Regions from separate parts of the Xenopus laevis genome. Here region 2 is linked to region 1. The links are chromatin contacts, called in public Hi-C maps. All regions are on one chromosome and are shown on one strand. The core of a region is the stretch at or near the end of the contact, and the rest is flanking DNA. Distances in the headings are between cores, read along the strand shown. Region 1 holds the start of LOC108710233 (slit homolog 3 protein). Region 2 overlaps LOC108710233 (slit homolog 3 protein).

Evidence for each region. A called contact is a pair of places that touch in the nucleus more often than the background predicts.
Region 2: a Hi-C map of the XTC cell line shows a contact between it and region 1, with 3 times the contacts expected there. The contact joins the enhancer-like site here to the promoter of LOC108710233 in region 1. A contact is called at or near these places in 2 of 4 Hi-C or Micro-C datasets (the XL177 cell line and the XTC cell line).

The regions. Positions count from the first base shown.
Region 1 is chr3L:39,546,588-39,553,897 of Xenopus_laevis_v10.1, reverse strand. It overlaps LOC108710233 (slit homolog 3 protein), which reads right to left and starts at 3,291. Exons shown (of 36, transcript XM_041586150.1): 1 at 2,552-3,291. The coding sequence starts at 2,727.
Region 2 is chr3L:39,744,801-39,752,110 of Xenopus_laevis_v10.1, reverse strand. All of the region lies in intron 4 of LOC108710233 (slit homolog 3 protein), which reads right to left. Among protein-coding and RNA genes, the nearest start is that of LOC108710233, 200 kb to the right of the region's middle. Within about 2 kb of position 3,615, at least 1 of the 7 cell types and tissues checked has an H3K27ac peak or open chromatin away from gene starts, as enhancers often do.

The sequences.
Region 1 (7,310 bases), core at 2,042-4,541:
TCACTATCCTTTATTACTTACTCTCTGGATTCGGCAAAACCTACACTTTTTTTTACATTTCTTTCTTATCTGGTTTATTAGCTTAAAGTACTTTTAAATTATTTTTTTAAGCTGACGTTGCAATTGGAGTCCATCCACAGCCTGATTACACATACATACGGTAGTTAATGGGCTTTTGGATCCTGGTCATCTACAACTTTGGAACTGGGCAAGCTGCTGGGGGGTTGTGAATGAACTTTATTTTGGGGGGCAGTGCCTTGTATATGGTCTCCTACATCTTCTGTTTAACTGTTCCTTGAAAAAGGTTTCCTGTATAACACAGCAAATGACTTGCTTCTGTAAAGCCACTAATTGCTAGTGTATCAAACGTTTTCCCTAAATAATCCTATGCCAAAGCAGTAAAAAAAAACAGAATAAGCAGTATAAATTGCAGCGGTCGTGCCGGAACAAATTGACACCATATTGCACAAAGAAATGAAGTGGGGGAAAGTAAGGAGGACAGATTGACACTCATGCTGGGGTGATTGGGACCATTGTTCTGAAAGTGATAAGAGTCTGGCAGACAGTGATTAAGTGTCTAAATGGGACACTGAGAAGGAATCAGGAAGATAACCTCCTGGTAAGCCAAATATATTCCCTCCTCTCATTGAATTTCAAGGTGGATTTTTTTTTTGTCTGCAGAAGAAAAAAAAACACACACAGTACAAAGTGCGTTGACATGCTAATGAATGAATACATAGTTATAAGGCTTGTACATGTGTTTTCATGCTTGTGATAAATGTGTTGTCACTTATCATTGATCTGAACGCTGGGAGGGGGGGTGAACTTTCAGATTCCAATAGTTGGGTTAGAGCAGGGATCCCCAACCTTTTTAACCGATGAGCAACATTCAGAAGTAAAAGGAGTTGGGGAGCAACACAAGCATGAAAAATGTTCTTGATGTGCCAAATAAGTGCTTTGATTGGCCATTTGGCAGCCCCTGTGTGGATTTACAGCCTACAGGAGATTCTGTTTAGCAATACTCCTGGTTTTTATACAACCAAAACTTGCCTCCAAGCCAGGAATTCAAAAATAATCACCTGATTTTGGGCCACTGGGAGCAACATCCAAGGGATTGGAGAGCAACATGTTGCTCACGAGCTACTGGTTGGGGACCACTGGGTTAGAGCAACACCAGGGGGGCAAGTAATGGTTCATGTGGGTTTTTATTTACAGCTAAAATGAACAGTATTAAAGTGTGCAAGACAAGGGAGCAGATAGAAAGGGCATCAGCAGTGGTGTAACTAGACATGACTTGGCCCCACAGCAAATTATTTTTCGGGCCCCCAAAATGTCTAGAGATTGAGCTGTTTTACCAATATTTATTGAAATTGTATATGAATTATGGCTTCTTTGGGCCCCTATACTTCCTGGGTCCCCCTGCAGCCGCTGGGTCTGCTTCCTCTGTAGTTACACCTCTGGGCAGCACCTCATTCACTGGCTCAGCAATAGAATCTTCCTTAAAGGAAAACTATACCCCCAAAATGAATATTTAAGCAACAGTTTATATCATATTAAGTGGAATATTAAAGAATCTTAACAAACTGGTATATATATTTAAGTAAATATTGTCCTTTTACATCTCTTGCCTTGAACCACCATTTTGTGATGGTCTGTGTGCTGCCTCAGAGATCACCTGACCAGAAATACTGCAGCTCTAACTGTGTAACAGGAAGAAGTGTGGAAGCAAAAGTCAGAACTCTGTTAATTGGCACCTGTGACCTAACGAGTATGGTTTGTTTCTTATGTTTGTGTGCACCGTGAATCTTACGATGCCAGGGGGGCGGCCCATATTTTTTTAAAATGGCAATTTTCTATTTAGGATTACCCAATGGCACATACTAATAGAAAAGTATATTGTTATGAAAATGGTACATGAAGCACGGTTTTTACATATGAGCTGCTTTATGCAATATATTTTTATAGAGATCTACATTGTTCGGGGGTATAAATTTCCTTTTAAACTGATTTCAGGAAGAAATTGTTTCCAGCATGAGGCAAACTAGGTGTATGCATGACCTCCTTTCCTTCGGCTCTTGTGTAGTGTCACTTTCCATGCTCAGCAGCCAGTCAGACAAGAACCTTCTTTAACCAAGATATCCTTTACCAGCCCTGTATGTTGACAATATAGCTGTCAGGCTGGCCACTCCTCGCCCTAAATAATAACTCTTAACACCCTAACCCCGACCCTTGAATGCTGAGGAGGGGGGGGAAGGAGAATAAGCCTTCCCAAATATCACTAAATATGCCAGGATTTTTTTTTAAAAAACTTTGAGGGTGCAATAAGCTTTAAGCTTCAGTCATCCACTATGTTCTACTACTTCCCTGTACAAAAAAAACCCCTATGTTCCTTTAATTAAATGTACAGGGCTTTGTAATCATTTCAGGCTTAAATCAAAGGAATAAAACATTCATTAATTTTAAAAGGAGAGAGAGAAAAGAACAATTAGCAATAGAGAAGGGGTTCCATATATCCATTATGAGCAAGCATACAGGGTGCATGGATACTTACAGTCTCTCCGCATTCCTGGGGATCCCCTTTGGCACAGTCTTTAATCCGAGCCCATGACAATCCACATTAGGGCCAGAGCATGTGCATTTGCTGGGGCAGCCACTGACCAGGGCAATAAAGGTTAATAAACTCCAGAGGCACAAGGGCAAAAAGATCCCTCTGTAAAGAGGCAGCATGATGGGCACAGCAATGTCCCCTCTTCCACAACTCAATCTGCTGGGCTTTAGCACTCTCCAAGGGGAACAGCATGTAAAGAGACCAACTGCAATGTCATGCTTGTGCTGAGGGAAGTAGCAAGAGATTCCCACTCCGCACTTTCCCTTGCAACTTGCTCACTTGTAGTAGTAGAAGTAGTAGCAGTAGTAGTAGAATAACAAAACAACAATTCTTCTTTCCTATTCCAGTTGGGGGGTGAAACAGGTATAATAAAGAGAGGAAATCAACGGGATGCAAAGGAGAACACGTTCTAGTCATGCATGTGCTGCCCTCGTGCGGTCACAGCCGGTATCGCCGCATTCTAAGGACGAGTCCGAGAGATGCCGAGTCGCTGTTTCCGAGCTGCACCCGTTGCCGGACGCGAGACTGAGGCTCGGAGCTGTTACCGACCTATTACCACTCACTTTCAAGCTCTGCCGGCGCCTGGCGCTACATTCCCTCCGCGGAGTGAGAAAGTCTAAATGAATTCACTCCTGCCCCCTCCAAAATCAGAGCGCCTCTTGCGATTGGCCAAATCGTCCAGTGACGTAGGGGAATTCTTCAGCGCCCGGGGCAGCCCGCTGCTGAGCGAGAGTACGGGGAAGGTGAGAGGAGGAGGAGGAGGAGGGTCTTTAACTTCTCAAATACTCACACTTACTTGTATATTTATTTTTATACATTTATTTATATATATATATATATATATGAGACCTGTTATCAACAATGTGCGGGAGCTGGGATTTAATGGATAATGGATCTATCCGTAATTTGGATCATCATTCCTTAAAGGGGTTGTTCTCCTTTAAGTTAACTTTTAGTAGGATGTAGAGAGGGATATTCTGAGACAATTTGCGATTGGTTTTCATTTTTCATTAATGAGTTATTTAGCTTTTTATTCAGCAGCTTTCCATTTTGCAATGTCAGCCATTTAGTGGTTAGTAGTGATGGGCGAATCTCTCCCGTTTCGCTTCGCCGGGAAAATTTGCGAATTTCCCGCAAAATTCACGAAACGGCGAAAAATTGGCAAAAAAACGTGAAATCGGAAAGTTCCCGAAACAATTGTGAAATTCTACCGTTTTTACAAAAAAATCGTGAAATTCTACTGTTTTTACGAAAAATACGTGAAATTCTACCGTTTTCACAAAAAAATTGAGAAATTCGAGCATTTTCACAAAAAAATCGAGCACTTCGAACTTTTCACGACGGTGAGAAGAGGAGGAGGATCTTTAACTTCTCAAATACTCACACACACTTACATAAATATAAAAAATTAGCGAATTTCCCGCAAAATTTGCAAAACGGCAAAAAATTAGCGCAAAAAAAGTGAAATCGGAAAGTTCCCCATAAAATCGGGAAATTCTACAGTTTTTACAAAAAAAACGTAAAATTCTACAGTTTTCACCAAAAAATAGATGAATTTGAACATTTCCACAAAAAAAATCGAGCACTTCGAACGTTTTTACGAAAAAATCGAGCAATTCGAACCTTTTCACAATAAAATCGAGCAATTCGAACCTTTTCACAGAAAAATCTTCCCCCGCAAATTCGTGCTAGGTGAATTTATTCACCCATCACTAGTGGCTAGGGTCTAAATGACCCCAGTAACCATGCATTGATTTGAGTTAGAGACTGGGATACAAATAGGAGAGGGACTGAATAAGAAAGAGGAGTCATAAAAAATAGCAACAACAATAAGGGGCAGATTTACTAAGGGTCGAATTTCGAAGTTAAAAAAACTTCGAAATTCGACTCTCGAATTGAAACCCTTCGACTTCGAATATTGAAGTCGAAGGTTTTTAACGTATTCGAACGATCGAATAGAAACCGTACGATCGAACGAATAAATAGTTCGAATCGAACGATTCAAACTATTTTATCGATCGATCAAAGGACTTCTATTCGATCAAAAAAAAAAACGTAGAAAAGTGCTGTGGAAGGTCCCCATAGGCTAACATTGCACTTCAGTAGCTTTAATTTGGCGAAGTATGAAGTCGAAGTTTTTTTTTAAAGAGGCAGTACTTCGATTATCGAATGGTCGAATATTCGAACGATTTTTACTTCGAACCGAAGTCGAAGTAAATTCGAAGGCGTAGTATCCTATTCGATGGTTGAAGTATTCAAAAAATTACTTCGAAATTCGAAAACTTTTTTAACTTCGAAAATCGACTCGAGCTTAGTAAATCTGCCCCTAAATGTGTAGCCTTACAGAGCATTTGTTTTTAGATGGAGTCAGTGACCCCCATTTGAAAGCTTGAAAGGGTCAGAAGAAGAAGAAGGCAAATCATTTCGAAAACTATAAAAAAGAAAATCCGAAAGGCCAATTCAAAAGTTGCTTAGAATTGCCAGTTCTATAATATATTTAAAGTTTAACTTAAAGGTGAACCAGCCCTTTAAAATCATGTAAACATGAAATAAACCCAATAGGCTGATTTTGCTTCCAATAGGATTAATTATATCTTAGTTTGGATCAAGTACAAGCTACTGTTTTATTATTACAGAGAAATTTTTTTGCATGAAATGGAGCTTATGAGAGATGGCCTTTCCATAATTCAGAACTTTCTGGATAACAGGTTTCCAGGATAATAGATCCTGTACCCGTATACGTAATATTTATTATGTTATATATTGGTGGGACCACAAAAAAAAAAAAGTAAAATAAGGAAAACTTAAAATCAGGGAATCAGGAAACCAGAAAATTGAGGTTTCGTTGTATTTGTTTCTAACTGATCTCCTCCTGCCAATACTCTGGTTATCACATTGGTTTCCTTCTTTTGCAATTAAAGGGGTAGTTCACCTTTAACTTTACCTTCAGTAGGTCATAGAATGGCAGATTTTTAAGTAATGTTTCAATTGGCCTTGTTTTTTTTTTGTTTTTTTTATATTTTTTGAATTATTTGCCTTCTTCTCTTTCCAGCTTTCAAATAGGGGTCACTGACCCCATCTAAAAAAAACAAAAAAAAAACAAATGCACTTTAAGGCTACAAATGTATTGTTATTGGTACTTTTTTTTAATTAATTATATATATTGGATTACTCATCTTTCTATCCAGGCCTTCTCCTATTCATATTGCAGTCTTATTCAAACCAGTGCATGGTTGCTAGGGTGATTTTGTACCCTAGCAACCATATCGCTGCGGAATAAAAAGCTAAATAACTCAAAAACCACAAATAATAAAAGATGAAAACCAATTGCAAATTGACTCAGAATAACACTCTCTACATCATACTAAGGGGCAAATGTATCAAGGGTCAAATATTGAGGGTTAATTAACCCTCGATATTCGACTGGGGAATGAAAATCCTTCGACTTCGAATATCGAAGTCAAAGGATTTTGCGCAAATAGTTCGATCGAACTTTTAAATCCTTCGAATCGAACGATTCGAAGGATTTTAATCCAACGATCGAAGGATTATCCTTCGACCAAAAAAAGATAGCCAAGCCTATGGGGACCTTCCCCATAGGCTAACATTGAGTTTGGTAGCTTTTAGGTGGCAAACTAGGGGGTCGAAGTTTTTTCTTAAAGAGACAGTACTTCGACTATCGAATGGTCGAATAGTCGAACGATTTTTAGTTCGAATCCTTCGATTCAAAGTCGTAGTCAAAGTAGCCCATGCGATGGTCGAAGTAGCCAAAAAAACACTTCGAAATTCGATGTATTTTTTCTTCTATTCCTTCACTCGAACTTAATGAATGGGCCCCTACAAGTTAACTCAAAGGCGAACAACAACATTTAATTTCCATATTAAATGTGACCAATTGCATAGTGGCACCTCGCTTTCTGTCTGTTTGGTGCAGGATCAAAATGATCATTTTGCATAGGAATTTGAAGGGAGGTGCAGTTGAATGGAGCTGATGATCTCCCATAAGACTTTTAGGCAGATGGAAACATCTGAGATCCATTTCACTAGTGAGTCGGATAGGGGGGATCATTGCTGAAGAGGTTTTTAGGGTGAAGCAGACGTAATACATCTTCTTTTTTTGGGGGGGGGGCTCCCCCCTATTTATTCCCCCTATAATTAAAATCAGTTAGAAGAGCTCTACAAGAACATTTATTGTATAGACAATGCCTAAGGATTTGTTTTGTTTTTTCTAAATAGTGCATTTTTGTTGTCTTGTGCGCAGATAATAAAGACACACGTGTCATATGCAGCCAGTTGTGCTGTTGGGGTGAACTATCCCCTGTGACTCAAGATTCAATAGTTTATTGTAGCCGGTGCTTCTGGGCACAGTTGCTGTGGGGTGGAGAAGTGATCATTTCCTCTCCCACCTATGTGACCGGGTGTCTGCAAGAGTAAGAGACAGATGTCTCACACGGATCCGGGTTTATCAGGAGGGGCAGAGCTTTGCCTTGTCTCCATTAGAATGACAGCAGATAACAAATGGCTCTTTAGCAGGCAAGGCTGGTGGCCTTCTTTCGCTTTATCTGACTGCTCATAGGTGATCACTGAATCTGCCCTCAATTATCTGGGTGACAGCTGTCCCACAACTAACAGTACAGTGCGAGAGCTGCTTCCTATACAGGCAACTGGCTAAAACATTGCTCCCTGGGTGAGCAGCAAACAG
Region 2 (7,310 bases), core at 2,366-4,865, 200 kb before region 1:
AGCAAACTGGGACATTTGTAGTCAAATGCAGACAATTCAAGTAGTATGATATAAAATACTGTCAGAATTCACACTACGTTAATGTATGTCATCACAATTAGGTCTGCAATTGCTAAAGGTCCCATCACCATTGCACATTATATATCCAGTCTCTACGGCAGCTCTTGCTTCTGTCCATGCGATGGCTGTTTTTCATTTTCTACCTTGTAACCAGCATCATTTACTGTGACATCTCTATAAAAGGAAGCTTTTGCTTCAGTTGTGCTATGATCAGAGAGAGAGAGAACATGGCAAGCCTTTCAGATCATCATTAGGTCAATTAAGGCACAATCTTAAAGGGAAAACACATAGGCATGTCATACGCTGCCCTCTGCTGGCTAAATCTATCATCTGTTTGTAAAAATGTAAAAAGAAAAACCAAAAACACAAGACATTCAGCAAGTATGGTAAAATTGCTCAGAACTCCACAGAGAGCGAAGTTATAGAACAACCATAAATTTAGAGTGTGAAGTGAATTAATATGCACTGTAAAGTGTGCTTACAGCTATGCAGAGTGCTGAGCATCAATGATTAGGAAGTAAACAAACGCTTAGATGGGTTAGTGGAGGATTCAAAAAAAAACACATAATGGGATGATTTGATGTAGTTCTATTTTTATAGCCAGGGATTGTGATCCACGGGGAATAATAAATGTCTGCATAATGTATTCTCGCGTACTGAACTTAATCTTGGTTATCATTTATTTACACTGTGTCAACACATTGTGCAATGCAGCACAGCGACTTTACAAACATATATACACGACATGCCAGGGTTTCTGCATTGCGACCCTCTAGCTGTCACTGAATTAAAAATCAATGCATCTCGGGACAGCTTGAAGCTCTGCTTTATCCACTGCGGGAAGTGACAAGATGGATTTTTATGATGGCCACAAAAAAAAAAAAAAGAATATGGAAATGTGGGGAATGTATTCTGTGCTGTATCTAAAGATCATTCATGTTATGTGTTACGATTGCAATTGTGGCAGATAGCCGTGTGTACATATCAGTGGTGCAATGTGGCTCTTAGGTGACAAATGGCTATAGTACAAAGGAATGCTGGGACTTGCACCAATAGATGGACTGAACAGCAGGATAGTCATTCCCATAGCCATTATTTGCCTGCTTGTATGTATATGGGGGTGAAAAAAAAAACCAGTTAATATATTCTAATATACCAAGGATTCAAAAATATTTATGTTATAATACAGTGAGCCTTTAAATATACAGTGAAATAAGAAGTAGGAGCTTGCAGAGAGCAAATACAATTCTCTTTCTATATGGGATCTGTTATCCGGAAACCCGTTATCCAGAAAGCTCCAAATTATGGGAAGGCCGTCTCCTATAGACTGAATTTTTATTAACTTATATTTTTGTTTTTGTTTATAAAAGGTGATAAACAATGCAAATGGAACACAACATTGTATAATATCAGTATTACAAAAATGACTTGTCTCGTGGGCGTTCTGCAATCAGTATAATGAGGGGGCCAAATTTATAAAAATGATTTCTCTGTAGTAATAAAACAGTACCTTATACAGATATGGGGATCTGTTATCCAGAAAACTTGGGGTTTTCTAGATAACGGATATTTCCAGAAAGCTCCGAATTATGGAAAGGCCTTCTCCCATAGACTACATTCTATCCAAATAATTCGAATTTCTTATAATAACTTTCCTTTTCTGCATAGTAATAAAACAGTACATTGTACTTGATCCAAACTAAGATGAGTAATCCTTATTGGAAGCAAAACCAGCCTATTGAGTTTATTTAATCTTTACATGATTTTCTATTAGACTTAAGGTATGAAGATCCAAATTACCGGAACGATCCATTATCCAGAAAACCCCTGGTTAACAGGTCCCACACCTGTATCTATTCTACATAGCAGGTATCAATTCTACATAATAGCAGGGAGGATAGGTAGGTGAGAGGGAGGATAGGTAGGCGAGAGGGAGGGAGGATGGGCTGGAGAGAGGGAGGGCAGATGTGATGGTGAGGGAAGAGAGGATGGGCGGGCGAGGGGGAGGGAAGATGGGATGGCGAGGGAAGGGCGGATGGGCGGGCGAGGGAAGATGGGATGGCGAGGGAAGGGAGGATGGGCGGGTGAGAGGGACGGCGTGCAGTCTAGAGGGTGGGAAAGAAAATGGGTGGGTGAAAGAAAGGGCAGGAGGGAGGACTGGCGGGCAAGAGGGTGGCTGGTTGATTGTGGCCATAAAGTTGAAGTGCGCACCTTGACCCTTGGAAGTTCTTTTGCGGGGGAAGGGCTCTGAGTCCGAGCTCTTGTTGGAAGTTTGTGCCGTCTCATTCATATTGGTCATCTAAAAAGTCCCCCTATCCTGTACATCGTGTCGTATCCCCCCTCCCCAAGGGGGCCAACCCCCACAGTCTGGGAACAAATCATTTATAGAGATTGCTGTTTTGTAAATTATTCTAATTTACAGTTGTAAAGTAATTCCAGTAGATGAGGTGTTTCAAAACATAATGTCAAGCTCGAAGAATGTCTCCAAATGTTCTATTTATGTAACCCTGCCACCCTGTAAAAATAATCATTTACTAACAATACATGTCTAGTTACTAGATATATCCTTTGCTCAAATTGTTGACCTTTCTGAAGTCGGTCTACATCTGAAATTTCAAATGTCTAAAAACCAGGGCTTTAACTCTTAACAGACCAGTGACCTACAACTATGCATAATGTCAGACGCTGTAAATGCTGTTGTGCCATCAGACACAAGTGGCCAGTGGATGGATTAGACAGCCTTTTATCGCACTTAGCAAACTCTTGGCTGACAACTTGAAAGTCATTCTCATTAGTATTTTCAAAAGCACCAAATTGGCCATCGGTGTAAACACTTAAAGGATATTTATAAAGCTACTCCAAACTGTTTATTCTTCTTGCCCTTAAACCCTGCCCATGGCCACACTTAAATGGCACAGTCTAAACAATCAATGGCGTACTGTCACAACACAAGTCTAACCTACAGGCTTTAGGAGAAGCAAGCAAGGGCAGTCTTATTTATATTTATTTATATGACATGAGAGTATTTTTTACCACTCATACTGTTCTTTACAGATTAGTGCAGACAAGATTTTTTGATAACATGTATAAATATATATATATATATATATATATATATATATATATATATATATATATATATATATATATATATATACACACACATATAAATACACAGACTTTTTTTAATGGCTAAAATATACAAATATTTTTTTTACTCCAATGTTTATAGAAATGCAAATTCTTAATTCATACAATATAATTTGCCACTTCACAGCAGGGTACATTTTTTTTCTCATGAGTAACATAACTAGTGCCTTTTGCCCTGATTCGAAATTTGCACTGGAACGCCCCCTTATGCTTCCTCCCAATCATCTTTACCACCTGGGGTATCTCCTTGCAGCATTTCTGCTTCACTAATGACCTCCTGACAGACACCATGGGGCTTCGCCCTCAAATAGTCACACTCCCTGCCCCCAGGCACAGGGTCTGCAGTGGGTTGGGTACCCATGAAAAACTGCGGTACCCTGCGGGTTGTGGGTAGAAGTTCCAGGTGCGGTTATAAACGCGGGTCGGCGGTTCTGTGGGTTTGCGGGTCACGGGTTGGGCCGCGGGTTTTCTCAATAGTGATTTTTACTCCTTATTTCTGCTCACGCCTACTTCCGATGATGTCACTTCTGGTTTACAATGACAGCACAACCTGATTCTTGATGGTCAGCGGGTCGCGGGTCCAGGTTGCGGATAAGGTACTTGCGGATCGGGTAGCGGGTCGGAACGGGTAAAAATGCTGGTTGCGGATTCTAAAAAATGGATCTGCGCTGGACTCTAGCACAGGCATTATGACTATGTAGGCCATAGCCCCCCAAAAATCTTGCCAGCAGTTCCAACTTTTACTGCAGTTCCAATTTTTCACAGCCCCTAAATATAGTTACATAGTTTCATAGTTAAATCGGGTTAAAAAAAGACAATGTCCATCAAGTCCAACCCCTCCAAATGAAAACCCAGCATCCATACACACACCCCTCCCTACTCTCACATAAATTCTATATACCCATATCTATACTAACTATAGTGTTTAGTATTACAATAGCCTTTGATATTATGTCTGTCCAAAAAATCATCCAAGCCACTCTTAAAAGAATTAACAGAATCGGCCAATGAAGATATACATTCTCTCCACCCTCCAGAATGTGGAATAATCTTTTTGCACCTCCTCCCCCCAATAATTCTGCCACTTTATCTTTAGTTCTAAATAAATTGGATCTTTATGGCTTTTCTTATTTTTGATGGTCTGTTTGACAAAAGAGTGAAGAAATATATACATTTGTAAATTCAATAAACTAGCTTCATAGTAGGTATCAGAAATGTCGTTGCACAGGGCAGGTCAATGCACAGTTCCAGAAGTTGGCCTGTCTGTTATTCTTAACAAGGCCGGATTTACATAGTGGGCGCCCCTAGGCCCACTGCCGTTCGTCGCCCCCTGTCCCTTACCCTTTCATCATCTGGACTGGAGTAATGGGGATTGGTGCACAGAAAAATTAAAAAATGATTGTATCTCCATGGAGCGCATTCCCAGTGTTTTTGAACCAATGTGGGTGTGGTTCGGCAGCATGCCGCCCCCCTAAAATCCTGCCGCCCTAGGCCCGGGCCTAGGTGGCCTTTCCACAAATCCGGGCCTGATTCTTAATGGGATGTAAACTCCTTTGGAAGTAAGGCTTGTATTATTGGACTTTAACCTTGGTCCCTGAGATGGCACCACTAAAATATAGTATCCCTTTGGGCCCCGGCTTACACTTCCTGGAGAAGACTTCCAGAGGCCTTGGGCAAGTCTAAAAACAGTCTAACCAAAAGAAGTTCTTTCTAAAATCTACATGAGAATCTCTCTAAATCTAATCATTTTGCTGCCTATGACAAGGAGGCAGAAATCTATGGAAAGGTGGAAAAGCAAAAGGAAAGGCCCTTCCAATGGAATTGTTGTTACCAGAAGCAGACTAGTTAAAGTGCCCAGAAAGCAGTGATGCAAATTCTCTGTATATATGCAAAAAGTGCTCATTTTTTCTCTTTAAACCTGTGCATTAGATTTCCAGATAGGGTTACAGGGTGCTAGCAGAGAATACCATTGCCCACGTACAGTGTTAAATAAGTAACATAAAGCCATTAATTGTCTATTTTGCAATATTATTGAATACCATTATTCTTCAGATTCAGAAACAGACTATTTCGTGTCGCCGCGTCCCAGAACTAAGAGCCCGTCACATCCATTTAGGATATACATCTGCTGGGAAACAGCATTGCATTCAACCACTTAAACATTTAGATCATGTTCTGTTATTTTGAAGTAGGCACTGATGTTGTGGCCTTATCCCCTTATAGGCGTGAATTTTACGAGGTGCCTGTAAATGTGAAGGAAGAGAAGTGGCTAGGTTGGTGTTGACAGGCTCTCTGTGATATACGGTGTGTGACTCCTGAAAGCACATGTCTATCTCTGGTGAGTTAACACATTTTGGCAACAACTTGTACCATTTATTATCACCTTTCTATTATTATTTTTTCAAACACTGAAATATTATATTGTTACATATTCATGCAGCAAATTATATTTATTTATATGCTAATGATCCAGGCTCGATAGCTAAATAAGTCCCTAGCACATATCTTTATACTCCCTGGGGCAGTGGTTCCCAAACTGTACGGCTGGCCACTAAAGGTCATTGATCGATCACATACAGGGTTTATTTACTAAACTCCGAATGCCAAAAACCCGGAAAAAAAAAATTTAAGTATAAAATCTGAATTTTTAGTGAAAAGATCATGAAACACGCAATGGAAAGATTTCTGCATTTTTTAGAAAGTGGAATTTTTGAAAACTGGATATATTCAGTGATAGAATAAATTCCAACACTGGGCTTGATTCAAGTTAGTGAGAAAAAAAAACTCTATTGAAGACTAAGGGAAAAAGTGGAACTAAGAAGTTTTATCTCCTCGAATTGAATCTCGTTCTTGAGTTTTCACTTGGTAAAACACCAGATAACATTTTCTCACTAAATTGAATCTGGCCCATTATTTGGGAGTTTATAAGAAAAAGAAACATATGGAAAATGGAAATTTAGTGATTAAAGTATTCCTTTGAATGTCATTTTCTTTTAAAAGTGCGGCTTGTGAAAAAACGTTTGCATGAACTGTCAGCCTTTTGTTTACAGAAGAGTAGGACATTTTGTTCTCAGCACCTGATTTATTGAAATAAACAGTGTGTTATAAAGATAGTTGGAATTTATAAAATTGCCTGTGAAATATTAAATAAAATTCCTGAAAGCATAAACTCAGAATAATTCACAAGAGCTGACAAGTCTCATCTGGCCTGTAGTCAGACACCGTATTGATGTAAAACTCTTTTCCTACTACAAATAAACTCTTTCACACCTACTACAACTTCCCGTGAAGCATCAAGAGAATGGATAGTATATTAATAATGTGTGGGTTCAACAGACAAATCACCTAAACTTAAGGCATAAACATATCATGAAGAATAATGTATGCAATCCATCATGAAATCCTTTCCAAAAGTAACCAAATGGCAACTTTAACTGTAACTCTATCTTAATTGTGATGTCCTACTACATCGTACTACAAACCTTTACAATATAATGGCAGCTACAACCTTCTGTTCTGTAGAAAAGGAAGCGCACCAAGGAGATTTCCTCCCATAAAAATGTTTTATTTATATATTACACTTTTTTTCCCCGAAAAAGCCCTAATTTTTCTGATTTTTAACCAAAAAGCCTGACATTTTTGGGCTAATGTGCAGACCACAGAAACTTCCAAATTGGATAGGGACTTCTTCCCTTGACTTATATACAACCTCGGCATGTCTGAGATGGCGGATCTTTGGATTCTGACTTTTTGCATCCTCGAGGTATAACAAATCTCAAAAAATTCGAGGTTTTTTTTCCACCCAAGAATTTGGATTTTATAGTAAAAAAAAAATGGACTTTTTTAAGTTTTTTGCATTTGGACTTCAATAAATAACCCCCATAAACTTTGTTAAAGTTATTATATATATATATATCTAACCCATCTTTAGAGGATTTATTTTCCTTGTTAAACAGTTTCCCACGTGTTAAACACTACACCTCTATAATAAGAAACAGGAGATAGTTAAACAGTTCCATGGACCTGTCAGAAATATATAAATATTAAACTGTTTTATATTTTACAGCTCAAGATTAGTTTTCAGTGTGGCATTGTTTTAG